2 separate regions of the Zea mays genome follow, and region 2 is linked to region 1. The links are chromatin contacts, called in public Hi-C maps. All regions are on one chromosome and are shown on one strand. The core of a region is the stretch at or near the end of the contact, and the rest is flanking DNA. Distances in the headings are between cores, read along the strand shown. Region 1 holds the start of LOC100383909. Region 2 has its middle 26 kb from the start of LOC103626993.

Region 1 (4,491 bases), core at 660-3,159:
ACATTTGAGATATATTGGAAATATCTTAAATATGAATATGCTGCTCCAAATCTAATTCTTTTGAGTTGAGTTTGTTCCAAACAGTGTCTAAATATGTTGGATGTTAGCCTGCGTTAAGAGCATATCTAACAGCTCTTAATTGATTTAGCTATCAATATCTTAGATTAGTACCTCTCTGACAATATTTGAGATGTAAACAAAGACTATTCTCCAACAGCCTTTTAAAGATCTCCTAAATAAGAAGTTAACTCCCGTCTTGCATGGTGCACGCAAATGAAATGGCGCATGCATCAGCTGCACCTTGAGGTGGCAATAGATTATGATCCAAATAATTATTCATATTTTACTAGGACTCAATTTTAATTAAAAATGAATAAAATAAAGTGGAAAAGAAAAAAAAAACGAAAAGAGAGCATGCATGCTTCCTTGGTATGGCCGTATGGCTAGGAGTTTCAGCCTACGTGAGGGCGTTTTCTCAGCGTATGTGGCCGTGGTGGCGAGCCATGTTCGGCACAAAGGCTGGAAGCGAGCCAGCTTTTTATGGAGAATGGCAGCTGTGGAGCGGTCTGTGAGGACGCTGAGGTGAGGCGACGTTCAAGCGAGGCCAGGGCGCGGCAGCCCATGCGGTGGAAGCCCAGCTTGGCCCGTCTGCCAGGTCGGCTCAAGGGGAGCTGAGTCGTGGCCCATGCGGTTGAGCAATTCTCGTCACTCTCTGGAACAGCAAGATTATTTCATTTATAACTTTAGATCCGGAAGTCTGATCGACCTGATTCCAGTTGGGTTTGATTCATAATCGTATCTAGTTCAGTCTGTGAAATTTTGATATCGATCGGAGTTACGGATTTTGCTCAGCAACGTTTTTATTAACGTAACAACAATCTGTCCAGATTTATAAACGTGTATTAAATTGGTCTTGTGATTTGGAGGTGTTATAATTATTTTTAAGCTTCGGCAATCATTCACCTCCTCTGATTGCCCACAGGAGGATATGGTTTTTATGATTCATCAAATCGCAAAGGTCTGAATACAACGGACATTAGCTGACTACCTTATTTCCTAAAAGAATGTAAACCATGTCTTCCGAGAAAGTCAAATATTCTACATTTTAACTAAATATATGTAAAAATATATTGATGTATAATAATTGTCATTAGACTAATCAAAGCATATATTTTTATAATAAACCTAATTGAAGATACGAAGGTAGCTATTGTCTTCTATAAAACCAGTCAAGATTTATGTTTCTTTTGGGATGGATGGAATATTATATAAACTGAACTCCCATGACCATTATATAGTTAGAAGGTAATGCACAACATGTGCCCACTGATGGGATTAACAACATTGCTCTACCATCACTCCATCAGTCCACCTTATGTAGCCACAAAAACCACCCTATGCGGCTATAAAGGAAGCTCATCTCTTCCCTTATCAAGACTTTATATAATTACTATACCAAACTTGGCATTCAAGGAAGTCCCTTTTTCCAAAGAAAGAACAAAAGGAGAAAGAGAAGAGGAAAAGGGCAAAAGATATATTCTAGTTGGGGCTCTTTTGAACATAATTCTAGCAGTACACTAGTTGGTGTCATCTTTTCTCTCTTCCTCATTATAGATGTCCAAATGGGCAACCCGACATGGGTACAGCTTAAGCCCGCTTAGTCCCAATATGAACAGTGCCGAGATAGGCACGACCTGTTTTGGCCCCGATCCGTGCCATGTCGGCCCATGTGTCCATCCAGGAGCTCAGACATGACACAAATAGACTTAGAATGGGCTGGACCGACTCGATGGCATGCATGCATGGGTGGACCGTGCCACCCACTAGGCCGACCTGAGGAGGAGTATTATCCCCTCCACCGATATGTAGGACATGACCTCCACGTCCTGTGGCAGATCCGTGGCATTGGCGTCGATGGGCGAATTGTCCTGCCATGACAGCAGCATCTCCCACACCCACAACGTCTGTCGCATCTGCGGTGTCGGTCAGGTGTCCTGAAGGGGCATCGTCGGAGCCTTCACCGGCGGTGGACCCTTTTGCATAGAGGATGCCCTTTGTCCGGGCGCGCTCTTCCTGGTGAGTAGTGTTTTTTTCCATTCCTCTCTGCCATTGTTTCTGGGTCCTTACCCGCCATTCCTTTAGTTTGTATGTATCACACAAAACGATGAAGGACGCGGCTCGTGCTGCGAGGGAAGGCACTTTTCCTTCATCGGCGCCCGCGCCGTTGGTGCCGATGGCATATCCGAGTGGCACGGTCGCGCTGAGCCACTCGGGGGAAGTTGTGTCAACGGTCGTGCCACCATCATGATCGGAGGGCCTACAGGCCAGGCGATGCTTCTGTGGTGGGCGCGCTCGGTGCCTTGCTGCCTCCACCTCCCTTAGGTTCCTTGTCCCTGAGTGCGGTGAAGGCGAGCCACTTGGGAGAGGTCGAGGTGGCGAGAGTGTCATTGTGCCTTGATGTCCCTTCAAGCGAGCCCGGTGGCGCCCTTGCGTCGGCGGTTTTGCCACCTCTGCCACCCCGACTCCTCCACCTCCGAGTGCGAAGAGGGTGGCTCTCGCGATGCTACTGGCCCCTACAGTTGGGACCACTTTGGAGTAGTGCTCCGACGATCTCTGTCCTCCTCTCGAGGTGACCAGAGCAAGAGAGGTCGAAGTAGAGGAGTGGGGGATCGTCAAGAAGGCTTACACATTGGCTTCCTAGATCTCATGGGTTATCGATGTGCCCATGCCGCCATTGAGGAGGTGGCATCGATTGCTTGCTCGACGATCACAAGTCAGATGCTTCCTGTTGGGAGCCTAGCTTACTGAAGATCCTCAAAATGCCTTTACCTTGCTATATGCAAATGTGTTTCGGGTATGCGGTAAAGAGCGGACAAAGTTGGGCTTTGACCGAAGCAATGAATAGAAGAGATTTGTCTGTATATATGCGCGGCAAGGACGTCGGTCGAAGGTTGCTGGCTTCGACGTAAAGAAAGGATCAAGCGTGAGGTAGCAAAGGGGGAGAAGCAAAAGTCTTATGAGACAAGAAAGAAAGGGAAAAGGCAATATTACCCCTGTACTATTTGTTAATCATATTTGTAAGCTTCGTGGGCATGCATGTAATTTCATGAGTGATTGTTCGTCTTCCCTATAAATAGATGAACAATTCCGTGTAAAAATTCACCTTTTTGAAGGTCCTTAGCTTCGTTCCACTTAGCCTTCGAAGTATCTTCAAGCTATCTTGCACAAAGAAGCCGAAGGTATGTTTGTAAACTTATTTAATATGAAGGGAAATGGAATGAAAGTGCTAAGGCATAAGAGATGAGTTTTTGCACTTTGTCATCTATCACCCTGTGGTTTGATATTCTTTCATTCACAGTTCCTCTTAAGAACCTTCATCCTCAAGGTCTTACTTCGAAGAAGTAACAACATGTGGACGAAGGTTCATATTTCTAACTTGTGTTGCCTTTTTTGATACCTTTATCAATCGAAAACAAGTGACCAACATTGGTGCCCACCGTCGGTGATTCCATGACCACAACAACTTACATCATGCCACCAAAGTAGGCAACGTCAACCAGCTCTATCCTCAGGACCTTGGACCCCAATCAAGGGGACGATGTTCTCCTCAGGGAGGCAAGAAACCAAAAGAGGAAGGTCATTAGCCCAGAACCACATGATGAGGAGCTTGATCAAGAGATCAATAACCTCGAAGTAATCCACTAGCAAATGGAGAGGCACAGGGAGAAGATGCTTCGTCTTTCTGAGCTTCAGAAAAAAGATTGACGAAGCAGCTGAATAGATGCGCAATATTGAAGCGCAAGATCAATACAATTACAAGGATCAAAACTATGAGGGTCATAATCATGACAATATTTGTCATGAGTCATTCAACTTCCAAGATTTCATTTATGACGAAGCTTCACCACTAACACCAGAGCTGTAGGCGACACCCTGTCCACCATTGTATAGACCTCCTACACTACCAACGTTTGATGGTCTAACTGACCCAAAGCAGTTTCTCATGTGCTACGAAGCTACCATATCTTCATATGGTGGTAACTCAGCAGTAATGGTGAATTCCTTCATCATGGCGGTCAGGAATGTGGCCTAGAATTGGTATTCATCGCTTCAGCCAAGGACTGTCACTTTGTGGAAGAAGCTAAAAGAAAATCTTGTAACTACCTGATAGGGTTTCTAGTCAAAGCTTGTTACTGCTCAAGCCCTGTTTCAGTGCACTTAGGATCCGGATGTATACCTTCGGTCATTCATCCGAAGGTTCCTTCGTCTATGGGCTCAAGCACTAGCAGTTCAAGATGACATAGTCATTGAAGTCATGGTCAAGGGGCTCAGGCCAGGGTCAGCAGCCCAGTACTTTGCAAATAAGCCTCCACATTCTCTTGAGAAGTTGTTGCAAGAGTACATAAGGGCCAACAACGACTTCTGCCAAAGAAGGGAGGAGTTACAAAGATACACCGAAGCCGCCAGGGGCTTTGGCCAAAGATTTCATCC
Region 2 (4,491 bases), core at 779-3,278, 110 kb after region 1:
ATTTTTACCGAGGTATCCGGAACCACGCAAGGTCCCGACTAATCCTCGTTGGTGCCCCTACGCAAAGGGAAGCCCACGCGAGGGCCAAGCACCACGGTCGAGTAACTCCGTAGAGAGCCGCGGGCCTTCTCCACGTGCAAGTGGTGCTCCGCTTTCGGCTCCTCTCGGACGCTCCTCGCCGTCTCCACTATCGAGCTTCTGGCCGAAACGCCGCGGGCCTCGTTCCCTCCGGTACACGGTGGCGGCCGTGACACAAACGCGGTTGTCACGGTCTCGCAAGACTCTCGCCCCACTCGGTACAATTACAACGACTCACGCAAGAGCCGAGGGGTTGTGTGGTTTTACAAAACTCACTCAACTAACTAGGGTTCCCCTAGAGAAAGCGCTAAAGCGGTCTAACTAACCTAAGCACTTTGCAAAGCACCTACGCTAATCACCGAGTGATTCTATTAAGCACTTGGGTGTTTGAGCTCTTGGAAATGTGCACTATATGCCTTGGTATGTTGCTTGGGCTCCCACACCTTCAAATGGCCGGTTGGGTGAAGTATATATAGGCCCCAACTCCAAAATAGCCGTTGGAGAAAAGCTGCAGTTCTCTGCTGCACACGGACAGTCCGATGGTGCACCGGACAGTCCGGTGGTGCACCGGACAGCGCATTGTAGCCTGTCCAGTGCGCCTAGCCGTTGCTCTGTCAGAGCAGGTGACCGTTGGCGCCGCAGGCTTTTCCACACCGGACAGTCTGGTGCTCACACCGGACAGTCTGGTGGTCTTCTCTTCGAGTGCCACCTGGAACTAGCCATTGGGCTGGAGTTCCCTGGTGCACCGGATAGTCCAGCGGTGTGGGCACCGGACAGTCCGGTCCGCCTTCGCACAGACAGTCCGCAGCAGCACGCTTGGACATTTCTTGGATCTTCTTAATGTCTTCTTTTGAGGTGTTGCTTTCCTCAATTCCTTAGTCCAAGTAAATATTGCATCCTATGAACTACAAACACAAATACTAGAAAACTTATTAGTTCACGGATTGTGTTATTCATCAAACACCAAAACTCAATTAGCCAAATGGCCTAGGGTCCATTTTCCTTACAGATATCTCATTACTTAGCCCTCCGCCCGTCTCTCTACGTCCATAACACCAGAGAGCTCCTCTGTAACCCTTCACATAAAGTACTCACGCCAGGACGTAGGGTGTTACGCATCTCAAAGTGTCCTGAACCTGTACAAAACTGTCCACTGCCTCTCGTGCATCCCGCGCGAACCATCGAGCTACAGTCGGTAACACCGCCCTACTCCAAAAAGCACTCCGAGGGGCAACCCCGGGTGCGCGGTCGGACCCAAAACACTGACAGCGTGCCTACCTCTACGGCGGAGACCACGCCGGTGCAATCCCTGTCCAGCGATTCTGATCTCCAATCACCTATCCAACTAGTGTTAGGCGAAGAGAAGGACCACGCGAACACGATGAATGGGTACTCACCGGTGATCCTGAGACAGAATATCGCAGCGACGTTGTGGGGCGAATCGACTGCACCCACAAAGTCCGATGACGAATCCTTGCCAGAGCCAGCCAGAATTTGGCTTGATGATGTCGCGCACATTTACCCCACGTGTCGTAGAGGCTTCTGTGCCGTTATTTTCGACCGTGACGGCACCAACGAAGTGCTCACGAGGCGGTGCTTGGGATCTCCCTCTTCGTACTCTCGGTGAAGTGACTAAGTGTAGGGGGAAAAAATAGAGGGCAGGGGCTCTGCAACGCATGATTTTGTAGTCAGGCCCTGGGCTGTAACACCCCCCAACTGGCGGATCCAACAACCCCGGTGATTTTTGGGGTCTGTTACGTGCGGTGGATTCACAGCTCGGGGATGAGTCTGAGCGGTGGGGTCCAACGACCAGGGACAACGTCAAGTGTTAGCGGGTGCTAAAATCGAGCTTGTGGGGCCATTTGTTGGCACGCCGGGTTCCTTTGGTCGTCGGCGTGGGGGCTGACCATCGGGGCCCATAGGACAGCGCCTGAGTCTACGAGCTCATGGAGTGGCCGAAGGGTGGGGCCCACGTGTCGGCGCCAAATGCAGGGGACTGGGCTGTGCGTTGGGTCTGTTTGGGCCGATTCTGGTATTTCTCCTTTCTTTTTTCCTTTGAATTTTCTTGATTTCATTTTCTATTCCTTTCCTTTATTAGAAATTTGACTTAGTTTTGAACATAATTTGAATACCAACTTCAATTCAAATGCAACACAACAAAAAGGTCCAGCATGATGCACAACTTTTAAATTTGTATTCATAATCTTTACTAGGTGTGTGCCCGTGCGTTGCAACGGGAGTACGATGGGATAAGCATCGACACATATCTAATCAGATCTTCTATTTCCTTGGGGGTCTGGAGAAAGTTTGCTCGGAAGCCAAACATGTTAAGACCTGAGCATGTGTTACCCTTGTGCTCCATCAGCACACTGTTCCGCGCTTGTATGAGTCTTGTTAATTTGCATGTCTCGTGCATAGTCTCTCACCATCTATTCACTATAATATACAGAATCTGTGTGACAGACATTATCAATATCGCACAAACTATTTTAAAGAGTCAATATAGATTTTTTAATAATAGACAAATATGTCGACAACCGTACATTAATCTAATCCTTTTTAGCGATATTGATAAGTCTTTGTTGTATATTTGCAGGGATGACATATAGGCACGAATTATCCTCATAACTTAATAGATCACTAACAAAGTTTCTTCGAAGAATCTTTGCATCCTACACACAAAGACATAAGAGAACAAAACGTCAAATTTATATTATGTAACTAAAATGTATGTTTGAACATGAAACAAACGTACTCCACTCACCCTATCAAATTCCATCCGTATATCATTCCCCCACATGACCATACCTTGTAGAACGAAGTAGCTGGTATTAACCCTATAGAATAATGTTTGGCCAACTATATTATATACAATGGTTATCATAGAAAAAATTTAAACTGTTGAGAACGTGGTATTGAGAAAATACCCTTTTAAGTCAATTGGAACACCAGACCGAATTGTATTTTTTTGAGGCCATGATAATTGCTTCCGCAAACCTCTTGTATGGCATGTGTTTACACCAATCTTAAGTGGGTGTAAAGTATATAAAAATTACGTGCTTTTTACCATGATCGATTACGAAAAATGTGTAGCATCCGTTGAATTTCCATGGCATAAAAACCTACAAAATAACAGTCATTAGGATTGCAACAAAGTGCCTTTTATAAATACATTTGAAATGAACACATACTTACATATTTACAACAAGTGATATAATAGTTCAATGAAGGCCAACTGTTGAGTGTTTTGGCTAACTCTTCTGCTATAGGATCCCCATGGTACTTTGGAAGTTTACCAAAACTAACCATTCTCCGGATAAATATATATACATGTCCACATGATGATTATATGTATAGATACTATATATTACTACATTATTGATTGGAAGTTCACCAAAATCAACCATTCTTTGGATTGTACGTGTGACATTAGAGAGGCCATTATAGTTTAGGACGATACATATAAGAACAGTAAAAAATTTGTATGAAACATAGATACAAAATGACAAACATCACTCTGATATGCAAAATTTGTGTGTATAATATCATTGTAACATTAATATTATATTGATGATATAAATATGTATATTATTATAAATACACCGACTCAAATAGAATGAACTGATATTGAACAAACATTATAATATCTTACATATTATTTCTAGATAATCAATATAGAATTTTGAATAATAGGCAAATATCTCGACAGCCATACACTAATCTAATTTTTTAGTGATATTGATAGGTCTCTATTATATGTTTACAGGGATACCGTATCGGTACGAATATTCCTCATAACTTGACATATCGATCACAACTCACTCTACCTGATGCATGAATTCGCTGCCCAACAAAAGCGCAAAGCGTCCATATACACCATAGTTTCGAAAGATTCCTCCTATCCTCAGACCTCTCGAGCATCCATTTGTATTAACTTGAACCAATCCAGGAGGTAGAGGTTGCCATAGAATAGAGTGGTTCGCTGGAGTTTTGCGTGGTTTTCTTTTAAGCCACAATACCCGAAGTCTAAGCAGATCAGTTTGCGAAAGTGTGCTTAAAGCATTTGGTATATTGGGCAGCCCGTTTGATCACACAAGAGATGAAAATTTTAATTTCCAGTGTAGCATCAATGAACTGATTAAACACTTGAACTGATTAAACACTAATCTTATCTATTAAAACCTCACGCCTTCTTAGGCCATGCCCGTATTTCATGTCACCCAGCATGGCTCAACGTGGTAACAAGTGTCAGGTACTGTCCATCGGTCGTTGTTCATGGCTTTTTTTTACTTTTCACATGTTCTTTCGCACGCTTCAAAGTGGAGCGCACCGATTGGTCTAGTTTGATAAAGCTTCATTTGGTTCTGATTTTCCAAGAGAAGTGATTTTATGACTAAAAATGTTTATATTGGT

Evidence for each region. A called contact is a pair of places that touch in the nucleus more often than the background predicts.
Region 2: a Hi-C map of ear shows a contact between it and region 1, with 2.4 times the contacts expected there. The contact joins the enhancer-like site here to the promoter of LOC100383909 in region 1. A contact is called at or near these places in 3 of 25 Hi-C or Micro-C datasets (ear, leaf and tassel).

What each region holds. Positions count from the first base shown.
Region 1 is chr5:146,503,199-146,507,689 of Zm-B73-REFERENCE-NAM-5.0, forward strand. It overlaps LOC100383909, which reads left to right and starts at 1,910. Exons shown (of 2, transcript NM_001176533.1): 1 at 1,910-2,076; 2 at 2,143-3,270. The coding sequence starts at 2,458. The coding sequence ends at 2,808.
Region 2 is chr5:146,608,088-146,612,578 of Zm-B73-REFERENCE-NAM-5.0, forward strand. No RefSeq gene overlaps it. Among protein-coding and RNA genes, the nearest start is that of LOC103626993, 26 kb to the right of the region's middle. Within about 2 kb of position 2,029, at least 16 of the 20 cell types and tissues checked have an H3K27ac peak or open chromatin away from gene starts, as enhancers often do. A contact at or near this core is called in ear, leaf and tassel, where this site is marked.